Regions from separate parts of the Ovis aries genome. Here region 2 is linked to region 1. Evidence: chromatin contacts called from public Hi-C data. All regions are on one chromosome and are shown on one strand. The core of a region is the stretch at or near the end of the contact, and the rest is flanking DNA. Distances in the headings are between cores, read along the strand shown. Region 1 overlaps TRIO (trio Rho guanine nucleotide exchange factor). Region 2 has its middle 48 kb from the start of DNAH5.

Region 1 (7,146 bases), core at 2,685-5,184:
TTCAAGAAACATCAAGATCGAGAGTAATACGTTTATCATATGAACATTATCATAGAACGTTTATCATATGAATGTTCTGGTCAAATTTCTCTCACATTTGGTTTAAGAGAACAGTTGTTGCCTGCCTTTTAGGCCTCCCCTGGGACATCCCCTTTGCACCAAGAAGGAGCTTGGTGAGCTTTGGCTGACTGCATCTTCACTGTGCCCTGAAGCTAGCATTTCATTAAAATTCACATGGGCTTCTCTGTCTCAGCAAAATGTACTTTAAATTGTAACAAGTGTCCAGTCTCCACACACTTCAGTATCAGTTCAGTTCAGTCGCTCAGTCGTGTCGGACGCTTTGCGACCCCATGAATCGCAGCACGCCAGGCCTCCCTGTCCATCACCAACTCCCAGAGTTTACCCAAATTCATGTGCATCAAGTCAGTGATGCCATCCAGCCTTCCCATCCTCTTTCGTCCCCTCTTCTCCTGCCCCCAATCCCGCCCAGCATCAGGGTCTTTTCCAATGAGTCAACTCTTCGCATGAGGTGACCAAAAGTTTTGGATTTTCAGCCTCAGCATCAGTCCTTCCAGTGAACACCCAGGACTGGTCTCCTTTAGGATGGACTGGTTGGATCTGCTTGCAGTCCAAGGGACTCGCAAGAGTCTTCTCTAGCACCGCCTGTGTAATTGGAAAAGTATGTAATTTACGAAATGGTCCAACAACTACACGTCCTCTGACTTTGGCCATTTACCTCTGTTTATTATCCCCATTCATGTTGCTTTTCTCTCTCTCTCTCTCTCTCTCTCTCTTTTTTTTTTTTTTTGCCCTTTCTTTCCTTAGTTTAGTCTCTCAGTCGTGTCCGACTCTTTGTGACCCCATGGACTGCAGCATTCCAGTCCATCATCAACTCCCAGAGCTTATTCAAACTCATGTCCATCGAATTGGTGATGCCATCCAACCACCTCATCCTCTGTCATCCCCTTCTCCTCCCACCTTCAATCTTTCCCAGCATCAGGGTCTTTTCCAATGAGTCAGCTCTTCGCCTGAGGTGGCCAGAGGATTGGAATTTCAGCTTCATTATCAGTCCTTCCAGTGAATATTCAGGACTGATATCCTGAAATTCTCTCTGTGAAGTTTGGTGGCCCTTGGAAGTAAAGTGCTGAGTTACGTGGTCTGTGGCACTGGTATGGTCTGGGGTCTCGCAGTTGTCACTCTAAGATGGCATTCACCTGTCCTTTCCCCAGAACGCTGAGAGTGTGGAAGGACAGACGTGTGCTTCCAGCATGGTTGCTGGGTGTATCCTTTGTCCCACAAGCTTAAGAGCCACAGCTTGGTCCTTTTATGCATCAGGAAGCCAGGCAGTAGGAGTTATCCTATCTGTAGTGTAGTCTGGAATCACTGGAATAACCCAGAAGGCATTTATTTGTAAGTTTTTTGTAGTCATGCACTCCATTTTCATAAATAGCTCTTCAGGGCCTGGAACTGAATCTGCCTTTTGATCTGAGGATGCTTCATGGCTGAGTTCTTCCTGCTTTTCATTGAAAGTTACATGATATATTTAATCTGGCTTCAGTGTGTGTACAGGCTGCCTCCGTCTTTTGCCTGTTTTTAAAAATGGAAACCGGGTTAAACATGATGCTTAGGTGACCGCCTAATAATAGCCACAAACTCGGTGTCTTTGTGTGGTTAGTTTTATGGTTCTCTTTTTTGTTTTGTTTCGTTTTTCTCTTTTCTGTTTTAGATGTTTTCATTGTCAATTTTAATAACAGTAACATTTCTTCTTCTGTGGCATATTCAACAAAAATATTGCAGTGAAACTATTTAGAATTTACATTCTAGTCTATGTTGGGACATGTACAGATGTCATGATAAAAGTTAAATGCATTTCCACACCAGTTTAGCCCTTGACTCACGTGTCTTTCTTCTTCTGGAAAAACGGTGAATCTTACTTAATCTAGGGAGGCGATTCAGGAACTGGTTGGCTAGAGTAGCTACTCTGAAGACACTGAGGACCCACAGGAGTCAGTCTGTGGCTTACAGTGGGGCATGGCAGGTGAAGGCTGTCTCGTTTCCTCCACTTCGTTTTCCTATCAGTACGATCGTCTTCCTGTGGGGCGGTCAGGAACATGCCAGTTCTAATTAGCATCATTCTTGCCATCAAGGTCGTTAATAAATAGTGTAGCCCAGAGTTGGCGGGAATTGTCAAGGATGCCGGCCTCTCCTGGGGTCCCTGCCCAGGAATCGGGACCTTCCTCTTGCTGAGGGTTGTGTGATAGGCAGTGCCTGCTGCTGTGGTGTGGAGTCCAGGACAGCCGTGGAGGTGGCATCTCCCTGAAGGCTCCGCCCTGCCCTGGCCGGGGCGCCTGCGGGCACAGGCTGTTGAGGGAACGGCCGGAAGCAGCGTTTTCTTATCTGGTGGCGGTGGAAGGGGATCCTCTTTTCAAATCCCCGTGGGTGAGGATCCGCAGCTACGGCTTGCTCCCTCTGAGCATCCTGTCATCTGATCTGCTCCTCCTTGCCACGTGGGTGCCACGTGCAGCTTACAGAACTTTCCATCCCACACCCTGCCCTCCAGGTACTTATGAGCTCGTCTCCAAGAAGGCTGCCGTGGTGCCCGATTCCTCTTTGTATTTGCCTCCCCCGCTGCCATCCATGTTCATATCAGCTGCAACTGGGATGTCCTCAGTCTTTGTGGACACACAGTGAACCACCCAATGACGGGCAATGAACTTCTGAGACGACATTGCGTCCATTCAAGGGTTTTTGAAGGAAGCTTAAGGATGAAATTGCAGACCGCTTGGCTCCTGTCTTGCCTTTTATAAATAGCCCCTGTTTTAAAAGCTTGGTGGGTTGCCAGCGCAAGGCGGAGTATACTGGAAAGCAAAAGAGGCTGGCGATGTGGAGGCCTGGGTTCTGTGTCGAGAGAGCCCTTTCTCAGCCAGCTGGGTAGTGTGCTAAGCCCTTGGACATTTCAACTTCCATGATTTTGTTGCTGTTGAGTTGCTGAGTTGGGTCGGACTCTTTGCGACTAGTTGCATCCTGTTAAACTGGGTTCTTCCTACATGGGTATTCTGTGGACAGGGTTGTTACTGATCTATGCAATCTTTGCTTCTGGGAATGATATGTTGTAGAGACTAGATCCTGTTCTCCCAAAGGGGCCGGTGTGGTTGCTGTTTGTATGCTTGTTTCAGTAGGCTGGACTCCAGCCTCGAGTCAGGTCCTGGTCCTTATCCTGAGCTGGGAGCCGAGGCTGCAGGGAGCTTGCCCTAAACCTGCAGACTCAGAGGTTTGGGCCAAGTTTATCCACACACTTTGAGGCTCCCCTTCTGCTGCTCACGGTTTCGCCCTCTTGGTTGGAGCTCCCGAGGTCGCCCTGAGCTGTGTCCTGACTTGTTTCAGCAGCTCCAAGTGGCTTAGGCCGGGCCCTGCCCTGAAGTCCTTACAAAGGGACTTCCTCTTTCCTGCTTTTGATCCCTCTCCTGTCTGTGCCTTGAGACAGGCGATTTTTACAGGTTTCAGCCCTGTGGCAGGGCTGGTCTGTAGGAACCCCTCAGGCACATGAGACATGGAAACTCTGATCACTTACCGAGAGCGTTTTTTCTCTCTCGGCCTTCAGGTCTGTGCCTTCCATTGGCTATTACCAGCTCACAGTGTGGATCCATTCCTTGTACAGTTTTGACAAAAACAGACAGGAAGATAGGGTTGGGGCAGTAGTCTTTAATTTTTTTCAAGAGATTCCTCTGCCATGAATGACAATTACTGGGTTAAAAAAAATTTTTTTTTAGATGTAAGTTTATTTATCTTTAACCGTAGGATAGTTGCTCCTCAGTATTATGGTGGTCTCTGCCGTAAGTCAGCCAACGTGAATCGGCATTAGGTGTATGTCCTCTCCCTCTTGAACCTCCCACAGTCACTGCTTTGATGAGAATAGCCAATATCTTGAACCCAGACGACCCCTGTAGAGACCTCCAAGAGTAAAATCCCGAGACATTATTACACGTGTGAACATCTTGACCCCAAACTCCCGTGTGGGCAGCCACCCTGGCGAGTTTCGGCCAGGCATGTTGGGGCTGCCAGGCTTCCCTTGGCTTAGATGGACATTGGCTTGTCCTAAACTGTGCTTCCTGGCCAGAGTATTTCCACTTGGCCTTCGCCGACGTTGGGGGCGTGGGGAGAGTTGGTTTGATGTGAGAAGAGGGGCCTGGTGTCACCCTGTGAGGCAGGTGACACCAGACCATCTTGCCACATTGGCCAGTGACGTTCCTCCAGGGGGGCATGACCCAGAAAACCCGGAAGGACAGAGCCGAGAGGGAGCCGTGGCCGGTCCCCAGCTATTTATAATCCCTGCTCTCCTCCCTGCCACTTTTATTTTTAACCAGATTCACAGATAGGATGTGGCTTTGAGCTCCCCCTAGAGGATTTAGCGTGCCATGACTCATAGTTGTTTTTTAAAAACAATGTTGCTACTTTCTTTGCTAGTGTTTATGTTAATCATGGCATTACAAGGGGAAGATTTGTGAAACAATCTGGACTACTCTCACATCTAGTCTTTCGGGGACTGATTCTTTATTTAAGGCTGGAAATGACCTAAAGAGCCTGCTTGGTCTGGGAGCCTCTGGGTCTGCGTCTGCAAGTTGCTCTTCCTCATTAAAGGAGAAGGATCAGAGACTTTCCTTCACAGAATAAAAAGTTAACTTCATGGGTGTAAAGAAAGCAGCTGTGTTGGCATTGGAGATAAGGGTGGTTCAGAAATTAAATGACACTCAAGCAACCCAGTCATTATATTTTCTCCTTTGTCTTTCAGGGTTTCGAAAAAACGATGAAATGAAAGCTATGGATGTTTTGCCAATTTTAAAGGAAAAAGTTGCATACCTTTCAGGTAAAGTTTAACTTTCTAATCTGCTTTATTGTTCCTTGTACCTTGATACAATGTCAGAGTCCAAAATACTAAACTATAAGCTAACTCACCCATCATAACATAACAGCATTGGCATTTCAGTGGATTTTTAACTGCTCTATTCTTGTAGCGTTGGCCTAAGAATTTGGTGCCCAAAGCATTTTCTTCTAGCTGGCAGGCACATTGTTGGTCAGATAGCGTTGGTGATTATGACACGTTCGTGTCTGTCATTCACATTTTGACTACCTTCCCCAGTCAGTTAAGTAAAAGAACTGATTTTTTAAGGTCTATCATCTCAGCGAAGGTGGTGGGAATGTGACCAGATCTAGAGGTGTCCAGAATTCCCGCCTTTCTTCCCGGTCCTGGAATTCCAGGAAAGCCCTTGTGTTCCCTGCCAGTGGTCCCCTACTGAACAGTAGACCTTGGTTTTGGGGGCTCCTGGCCCTCCTGCAGTGTGAAGACAGACTCTGGATTAGTGTGCCAGGCTCTGGGGCACTCACCTGCCCTTCCTCTGCACGTAGAGGGTCTGCTTTTGGGCCGTCTGCCCAGAGGCTCCCTCCTACCTGCACAGAACAGTCGTTGGGTATTATACCTTTTTCTAATACTTTGGCCACCTGATGCGAAGAGCCCACTCTTTGGGAAAAGACCCTGAGGCTTGGAAAGATTGAAGGCAGGAGAAGAAGGGGACGACAGTAGATGAGATGGTTGGATGGCATTGCTGACTCAATGGATATGAGTTTGAGCAAGCTCCAGGAGATGGTGGACAGGAAAGCCTGGTGTGCTGCAGTCCGTGGGGTCACAAAGAATCGGACACAAATGAGTGACTGAACAATGACAAGCACCAACTCACTTGCTAGAAAAGAGAGGTTTGCAGGAGTTTTCTGCTGTGTTTGAGCAGGAAGTATCAAATAAATCTGTAGATTGTCACGTGCTTTTAGACAGTCTTTCTGGATGTGTTTCCCTTGATAAATTTTTATCTTTCTCAACAGGCACACGCTACTGATCTGATGTCTCCTCTTGAACACATTTTATTTAAAATTTGTAACACAGCTAGCTGCTTTGATATGTTCTGTGTGTCCTTTAAGCGTGTGGGACGGTTATGTATTTAGGACGCAGCTTCCTGTGGTGGTTTTGCCAATGTTATCTTGCTTTCTGTCTCATAGTGTTTCTTGGGCCCTGTTGAACACAGTTTGACGATTTTGCTGAAGTAAATCTAATTCAAAGTGACTTTGAAAAGTTAATAGAAAAGTAAGAGGTTCATGAAAAGAGGAAGATAGTGGGTTTTTTTCTCAACTTTTTAGTCTTTATTTTGTATTGGGGTCTAGCCGATTAACAATGCTGTGATAGTCTCAGGTGAACAGGGAAGGGACTCAGCCATGCATACACGTGTCCATCCTCCGCCAGCCCCCACGCCCCCGCATCCAGGCTGGCACTTAACCCTGAGAAGAGCTGCATGTGCTGTACAGCAGGTCCTGTTTGATTATCCATTTTATTTTTTATTTTTTTAATTTTAATTTTTACTTTATTTTGCTTTACAATACTGTATTGGTTTTGCCATACATTGACATGAATCAGCCACGGGTGTACATGAGTTCCCAATCCTGAACCCCCCCTCCCACCTCCCACCCCTGATTATCCATTTTAAATATAGTAGTCTGTATGTATATGACCGTCCCAAACTCCCTAACGATCCCTTCCCCGCCAGCTACCAAAGATTAGTTTTCTAAGTCTGTGAAGAAGATACTTTTGATTGTTGGAAAAACTTGGTTTAAAAAAAAAAAAAAGTGAAAGGGGAGGGGGAAAAATCCCTTCTTGATGCATGGCAACCCACTCCAGTTTTCTTGCCTGGAGAATCCCATGAACAGAGGAGTCTGGCAGGCTACACGGTCCATAGGGTTGCAGAGAGTCTAACACGACTGAAGTGGCTTAGCACAACACACACACTGCAGTATTCCTAATTTGTGACCAGAATTGGCCCGTTAAAGTAGCATGAGGTCCTTGCTGGTTGCCTTAAGCTTGCTGTTATCTTATTTGGGAAGGGAAAACAAAAATCATTAAATAGAAAATTAGTTGATTACTTATGTGGTGAATTTTTTGTTTTGAAAAAATTTCAATAAATAAACTTCTTAACATTTTTTACCCCTGTTTATTCTTTTTTTTCTTAAGATATAATTTGCATACCGTAAAGCCACCTTTTAAAAGTGTTCAGTCCAGGAGATTTTAGTGTATTCACAGATGGTGGCACTATCACCACTGACCGTCTT
Region 2 (7,146 bases), core at 2,713-5,212, 230 kb before region 1:
AGCATACGAGTAGTATGAAATTTTAATAAGTAAGGAACATGTTATAACCTCTGGGGTAATCACTAAAAGAATAGAAACTCCTAACTTCCAGACAATATAGAAGAAAAAAGAGAGCCAAAAAGGAATTAAAGAGAAAGAAAGAAAAAAGTATTTTATGGACTTCCCTGGTGGTCCAGTGATTTAAGAATCTGCCTTCCAACAGAGGGAACGCGGGTTCAATCCCTGGTCAGGGAACTAAGACCCCATAGGGCAGGGCAGTTAAACCTGATGCAGCCCAATAAATAAAAATAAAAAATAAAGTAAAGTAAATAAATTAATTTAATTTTTAAAAAGATTTTATTGCTAAAAACTGCTGACCATCATCTGAGCATTCATCAAGTCGTAATATATTTGCAAAAGTAATCAGAGATGACTGATCACAATCACCATAACAAAGACAATAACGATGAAAACGTTTGAAATATCTCGAGAATTACCAATACGTAACACAGGGACATGAAGTGAGCAAATGCTGTTGGAAAAATGGCGCCAACAGACTTGCTCAATGCAGTGTTGCCATAAACCTTCAATTTGTAAAGAATTCTAGTGTCTTCAGAGTGCAGTAAAATGAGGTATGCAAATAGTATCCATATGCAAATAGTACTGAGAACCATGGGGCTAGTGAGAGTTGACAGAAAAGAGCTCCAGGTGCCATATTCCAATATCAAGAAGATAGAACAGAGGAGAGAGAGAGTAGAGGAGACAGGATAGAACATTCCAGAGAGGAAGAAGGAAAATCTGGAAAAAGCATGTGCTGCCAACAGAGTTAAGAAGTGATTTGAGGAGAGAGAGTGATTGGCAGCCCAAGTGCTGCTGGTAGTTCAAGTCCAAAGACAACTGAGATCAGCCATGAGAGATGGCAGCATGGGGATCATTGGCGATCTCGATGAGAGCAGTTTGGGTGGACTGGTGGGGGTAGAGCCTGTTAGAAAGGGCTCCCAAAGAGTGGGAGGAAGCAACACAAGAGTCCTTCCACAGATGAGTGGATAAAGAAAGCATGATGCATCTGCAGAGTGGAGTACTATTCCCTCATAAAAAGGAAGGACACGCTGATACATGCTCCAACATAGATGAATCTTCGAAGCATCACAATGACTGAAAGAAACCAGTCACGAGCGACCACATGTTGTACGATTCCAGTTATATGAACTATCCAGCATGAACAATCTGTAGAGACAGAAAGCATATTAGTGGTTACCAGAGACTGGGGGAATCTGGGGGAAGCAGGGGAAAGGGGAGTGACTGCTTCATGGGTACAAGATTTGCATTTGAAATGGTGAAAAGTTTTGGAACTGGACCAGTGACAGTCACACCACACTGTGAACGCACTTCATGTCACTGCATCATACAATTTCACATGGCTACAGTGGTACATTTGTGTGTGTTTTACTACAATAAAAAAAAAATGAAGAGAATGGGGGAGTGAGATTACAGACAGCATAAATGGAAACTGTACTGTAAAAAAGGAGAGAAATAGAGTGGGGCTCCAAACGAGGTCAAGAAAAGCGTGTGTACTAATGAGAATGAATGAAGAAAGACAAAACTGATGACTCAGGAGAGAGAGAAAGACACTGTTGGAGAATGACCTCGAGCAGAGGAGAAAGAGGACATCCATCACAGGAGGCAGGGGTTGGCCTTGGCCAGGAGCCAGGGCATTTCACCCACAGGAGAATGAGGGACGGAGCACGTGAGAGCACAGATGCAGCCTGTCAGTGGACAGATGGAGTGGTGAGGATCCACCGAGGCCTCTCTCTGAGACAGAGTCTGAGAATGGGGAACAGATATGAATAGTCCTTTACGAGTAGGGGGAGTGACTGAACCAGGGAAATACGGTCCAATGCCCACACTTCTCTGAGAGTTACTGATCACCCATTTCCAGTGAGACCATCTCCTGCCCCTGCTGCTACCAGCTGTGTGGGCACAGGCTCAGAACACAGAGCAAGTGGGCTTCACCAGGACTGCGATTTAGCCAACTGTGACAGGGAGTTATATATGTCAGTGCGACTGGGCTCCAGTGCCCAGATTTTTGGCCAAACATCATTCTGAATGTCTCTGAGAGAGTATTGGGTTGGGGGTGGGTGGAGATTTCCATTTAATTTGGTGGACTTTGGTAAAGCAGATTGTCCTCCATAAGGAGGTGGGCCTCATCTAATCAGTTGAAAGCCTTAATAGCATGAAGATGGGCCTCTCCCAAGCAAGCAAGAAGGAATTTCTGCCTGCAGACTGCCTTTGGACTTAAACTGAAATAACAGCCAGGCCACCCTGCCGATTTGGGACCTGCCAGTCTCTACAATCATGTGAGTGAATTGCTTAAAATAAACCTCTTTCTATATAAACACACAGCCTGTTGGTTCTGCTTCTCTAGAGAACCATGACTCATACATCAACCAAGTACAATGAAATGGGAGAGGAGAGGGGGCTGAGGTGTTTACAGCAAAATGAGGGCGGATGTTTAGCTGGATATGCAGGACAGTGAGGGCTCGAAAGGAATGAGATCAGTAAGTGGTGCAAAGTTAGGGGATTGCGGTCCCTGTGGGCTCACAGGATTGGTTGGAGCGGCGCATTAGAGGGAGTTATAAAGCCAACTCGAAATACTTCCAGATTATCATTGCGCAAGATGAATACTGAGATGGCTGTGTTTCCATTTTTCTCTGGAAGAGTACTTGCAAGACTGAGGCTCCAAAGGCCTGGTGGACTATAACACACGCCTCTCCTAGAGTCCAGGCAAGAGGCAGCCTCAGAGTAGGAAGAAGGAGGTGGGAAGGGAATGGGCTGTGGTCAAGGAATGGTGAGAGGGCAGGGCTGGAGCGAGAATGGCCTGAGGCAGCCATCCACACTGCGCCTGGCACAGTGGCCAGCCAGAGACATTCCCATAGCCCTGAAGAGGCCAGGCGGTAACTGAAAATTCTGTCATCGTGCCTGCCAGGGGTCATCTGGACTGGAACAAGGGGATGCAGAAGGCCAGGGGTGACAGCCCAGAGCTAAGAGACAAGAGGAGCCTGTGGCCAGGTGCCCAGGCCACAGAGAGGGGGCCATCAGCACACACACAAGAATACCATGAGGTCCCCCCCAAGACACATATCTCCCCAGGCCAGTTCAGAGGACCAGCCATCTGCCACAGATGCCCCAGTGTTCCAGAAGCTTCTCCCTGCCTTGAGGATTTCTCAGAGGGAAGGAGGGTGAGGGGAGAAACCATGGAGGCAGGGAGAATCCTGGTGGGAACTGTGAACTTTGGGGTAACTGAGAAAGTTACTCAAAATAAGCTTTTGTTTTTAACCAGAAAAAAAAAAAAAAACAGAATTAGCTTGAGTGGCCTGAAAAGGAACAAGCCTGTCCTGCAGTTTGTTCCCACGGAGAAGAAAAGACAAATTCCAGCAATCTGGTTGGCTGATAAGTCTGAATTCTGATCCCACTGTGTGAATGGGGTGATGTTTTACAGAACAGCTCTGTGTGTTGATGACCTGTGTGCGTATGTGTGTACATGCTAAGTCGATTCCATCATCTCCAACTCTTTGCAACCGGCTGCAGTCCGTGGGATTCTCCAGGCAAGAATACCAGAGTAGGGTTGTCATTTCCTTCTCCAGGGGATCTTCCTGACCCAGGGATCGAACCTCTGTCTCTCATCTCCTGCATTGGCAGGCGGATTCTTTACCACTAGTGCCACCTGGGGGGAGCAGCCTGAGATAAAATCCCAAAATATTATCTGAACGGGAAGAAGCTTTAGGTCATCTGATCTAGAGGGGAGATGACCTCGCCCACCTCCCTAGGGGACAGCCGGCCTCGGCTACAGACACTTTTGCTTGTCACAATCGGCCTCTAGTGCAGGACAGGTGTACTCGTCCACACCCTACAGCGTGCAGGACAGCCCTTCACCACAGAGAGTTCTGTCAACAGGGCCAAGGTTGAGAAACCCTCGTCAGATCCAAAATTCTGTCCAGGCAGGCGTGTCCTCAGAAAAACTCCCTCTTGGCCCAGACAGCCTCAGCCTAAGGACCTCTGTGGTCATTCGCCCGGTGACTCAGTGATTGAAGCAGGATTTGTTCCCAGCTCTCCCTGACCCCAGAGTCTGCTGTTTATTTTTAATTTTTTATTTTACTGGCTGCTCTGCACCGTATATGGGATTTTAGTTCCCCTATCAGGGATGGAACCCATGCTTCATGCATTGAAGAGTGGAGTCTTCACCACTGGACAGCCAGGGAAGTCTAGAGTCTGTGCTTTTTAAACCCCTCTGTCATATGCCAAGGCCAGTCAAAACAGGGACATTCTACTTGCAGTTTTCTGTATGCCCAGATGGCAGGCTCTGAGGAGTTTTGCTGAAGGGGTCTCTTCCCCCAAATTTCTCCCCTAACCTGCAACACTGGAACAAGCACAGCTGGAATCAAGATTGCCGGAGAAATAATACCCTCAGATAAACTGATGACACCACCCTAACGGCAGAAAGCAAAGAGGAACTAAAGAGCCTGTTGATGAAAGTGAAAGAGGAGAGGGAAAAAGCTGGCTTAAAACCCAGCATTCAAAAGACAAAGTTCATGGCATCTGGTCCCATCACTTCATGGCAAACAGATGGGGAAACACTAGAAACAGTGAGAAACTTATTTTCTTGGGCTCCAAAATCACTGCAGATGGTGACTGCAGCCATGAAATTAAAAGACGCTTGCTTCTTGAAAGAAAAGCTATGACCAACCTACACAGCATATTAAAAAGCAGAGACACTACTTTGCCAACAAAGGTCCATCTAGTCAAAGCTATGGTTTTTCCAATAGTCACATATGAATGTGAGAGTTGGACCGTAAAGAAGGTTGAGTGCCAAAGAATTGATGCTTTCGAACGGTGGTGTTGGAGAAGACTCTTTTAGAGTCCCTTGGACTGCAAGGAGATCAAATCAGTCAATCCTAAAAGAAATCAGCCCTGAATATTCTTTGAAAGGACTGATGTTGAAGCTGAAGCTGCAATACTTTGACCACCTGATGCAAAGAACTGACTCATTGGAAAAGACCCTGATGCTGGGAAAGATTGAAGGCAGAAGGAGAAGGGGGCAGCAGAGGATGAGATGGTTAGAAGGCATCACCGTCTCTATGGACATGCGTTTGAGCAAGGTCTGGAAGTTGGTGATGGACAGGGAGGCCTGGCGTGCTGTAGTCCACGAGGTCACAAAGTGTCAGACATGCCTGAGCAACTGAACTGACTACTGAACCTGCAACATTGCCTGCTATTGTGGTTGTTGTTAAGTCACTAAATCACGCCCAACTCTGTGACCCCATGGACTGCAGCACGCCAGGCTCTCCTTTTCTTCACTATCTCGTGGAGTTTGCTCAAGCTCATGTCCATCGAGTCGATGATGCTATCAAACCATCTCATCCTCTGCCACTTTCTTCTCCTTTTCCCTTTTGTCTTTCCCAGCATCAGGGATTTTTTCCAACAGTGACTGCTACTCCATCACTAAGAGTCCACCCTCTGCACTGAGGCTCCTCTGGTAAATACAAGGATCCCATACAGGCTTGAAGAAATTAGTCTACAATATAGTCTAAAAATGGTACTGCCTGTTGACCTCTGGCAAAGTACTTGACCTCGTGCTTCCATTTCCTCATCTGTAAAATCAGAATAATAATTATACCTCTGTCCTGGATTGTCACACAGATGAAGTGAGCGATTCTATGTAAAACCTGGGAGATGGTGAAGGACAGGCAAGCCTAGCGTGCTGCAGTCCATGGAGTCACAAAGAACTGGACAGGACTTGGCCACTGAACAACAGCAACAAATATAAAGGCTGGTACAGCTGGTGTGGCTCTTAACCGTGTGTTCAGGCATTCAGAGGCGAAATTTGGATGGACCCTTTAAAAGCCTGGCAGGAACCCAGGTTTTTTGTTGTTGTTTTTTTAATAGCAACAACAAAAGTGCAGTTTCTGCAGTTTCTTTTCAAGTAAGACAAACTGTTCAAAACTGAACAAGCGTTAGTAAGAAGTGAGTGACTGACTATTCACTTGGTTGCCAAGGAAACCCTCTAGGTTGGAGAAAAGATTGCGGTGGAGGTTGATACTGACTCCAGAAAGAGCTCATAGAATTCTGCCCTTGAGGAAAAGTGAGCGAGGAGGCTCACAGGGCGTTTTAAAGCTGAACCCTGTGGTTCCGAGAAAGCCTCAGGTATCGGCAGAAAGCCTGCTTCTCTCTAAAGCTTCGACAAATCTGCTCAAGACAGACAAGAAAAAGCCAAGCATTACTGGGATAAGCCACACCCTTGTTCTCAAGTCAGCAAAGGGTGCCTGTGGGCTGTTTGTGTACTGAGTTATTACATGGAAGAAAGCTAAATATTTCTCCAAAGAAAAAGAAAAAAGAGTGTAGGGTGACCAGGAGTAAGAAAAGGTCACTGGAAGGACCTAGATGTTGATATTTCCGGAAAAATTATCTCCCTATTGTAGTCCAAATTTGTTATGGACTCTTTTCATTGTGGTAAAATACACATAACGTAAAATTTACCATTTTACAGCGTGTGGTTTGCTGTTGTGCAACCATCCCACGAATTCCGCAACCGCCCCATGGGGCTTTCCCAGAACAATCCCCACCCCCACCGCCCCCCCCCCAACCCCTGCGTCCTCTGCCTGCCCTTTGTAGAAAAACTCTAGTCAAAGAATACAGTTAATCAGAGAAGCAAGAAAATGCAGAAAGAAAAGAAAACAGTCAAGCAAGACAAAACAATAATAGTCCTTAAGCAGTCAAGGACCTCCTCAAGAGCTATAGCCAATATTCTGATCCATGTCTTTTGAGCTGTTTTACAGATACTGATGGGCTCAGACGGTAAAGAATCCACCTGCAATGCAGGAAACCTGGGTTTGATCCCTGACTTGGGAAAATCCCCTGGAGAAGGGAATGGCTACCCACTCCAGTATTCTTGCCTGGAGAATTCCATGGACAGGGGAGCCTGGCGGGCCACAGTCCATGGGGTCACAAAGAGTCCGACATGACTGAGCAATTAACACTTTCACTTCAGCTTCTGTGTTGGGAGAAAATCAAGATGTGACCAACCTGTTCTATAGATTCTAGGATGCCGGAAGAGTGCCTACGTGCGAGAGTAGACAGCAGGCAGAAGGGTTAGGTCACTAAGACAGAAAA

Evidence for each region. Hi-C and Micro-C count contacts between places; a contact is called where the count stands out from the background.
Region 2: a contact with region 1 is called in a Hi-C map of retroperitoneal adipose tissue, with 2.0 times the contacts expected there. The contact joins two enhancer-like sites. A contact is called at or near these places in 4 of 16 Hi-C or Micro-C datasets (muscle, retroperitoneal adipose tissue, skin fibroblasts and 1 more).

The regions. Positions count from the first base shown.
Region 1 is chr16:59,032,644-59,039,789 of ARS-UI_Ramb_v3.0, reverse strand. TRIO (trio Rho guanine nucleotide exchange factor) reads left to right here. Exons shown (of 57, transcript XM_060400268.1): 2 at 4,790-4,864. Among named protein-coding and RNA genes, the nearest start is that of TRIO, 120 kb to the left of the region's middle. Within about 2 kb of position 3,934, at least 32 of the 54 cell types and tissues checked have an H3K27ac peak or open chromatin away from gene starts, as enhancers often do.
Region 2 is chr16:59,260,572-59,267,717 of ARS-UI_Ramb_v3.0, reverse strand. No RefSeq gene overlaps it. Among named protein-coding and RNA genes, the nearest start is that of DNAH5, 48 kb to the left of the region's middle. Within about 2 kb of position 3,962, at least 7 of the 54 cell types and tissues checked have an H3K27ac peak or open chromatin away from gene starts, as enhancers often do.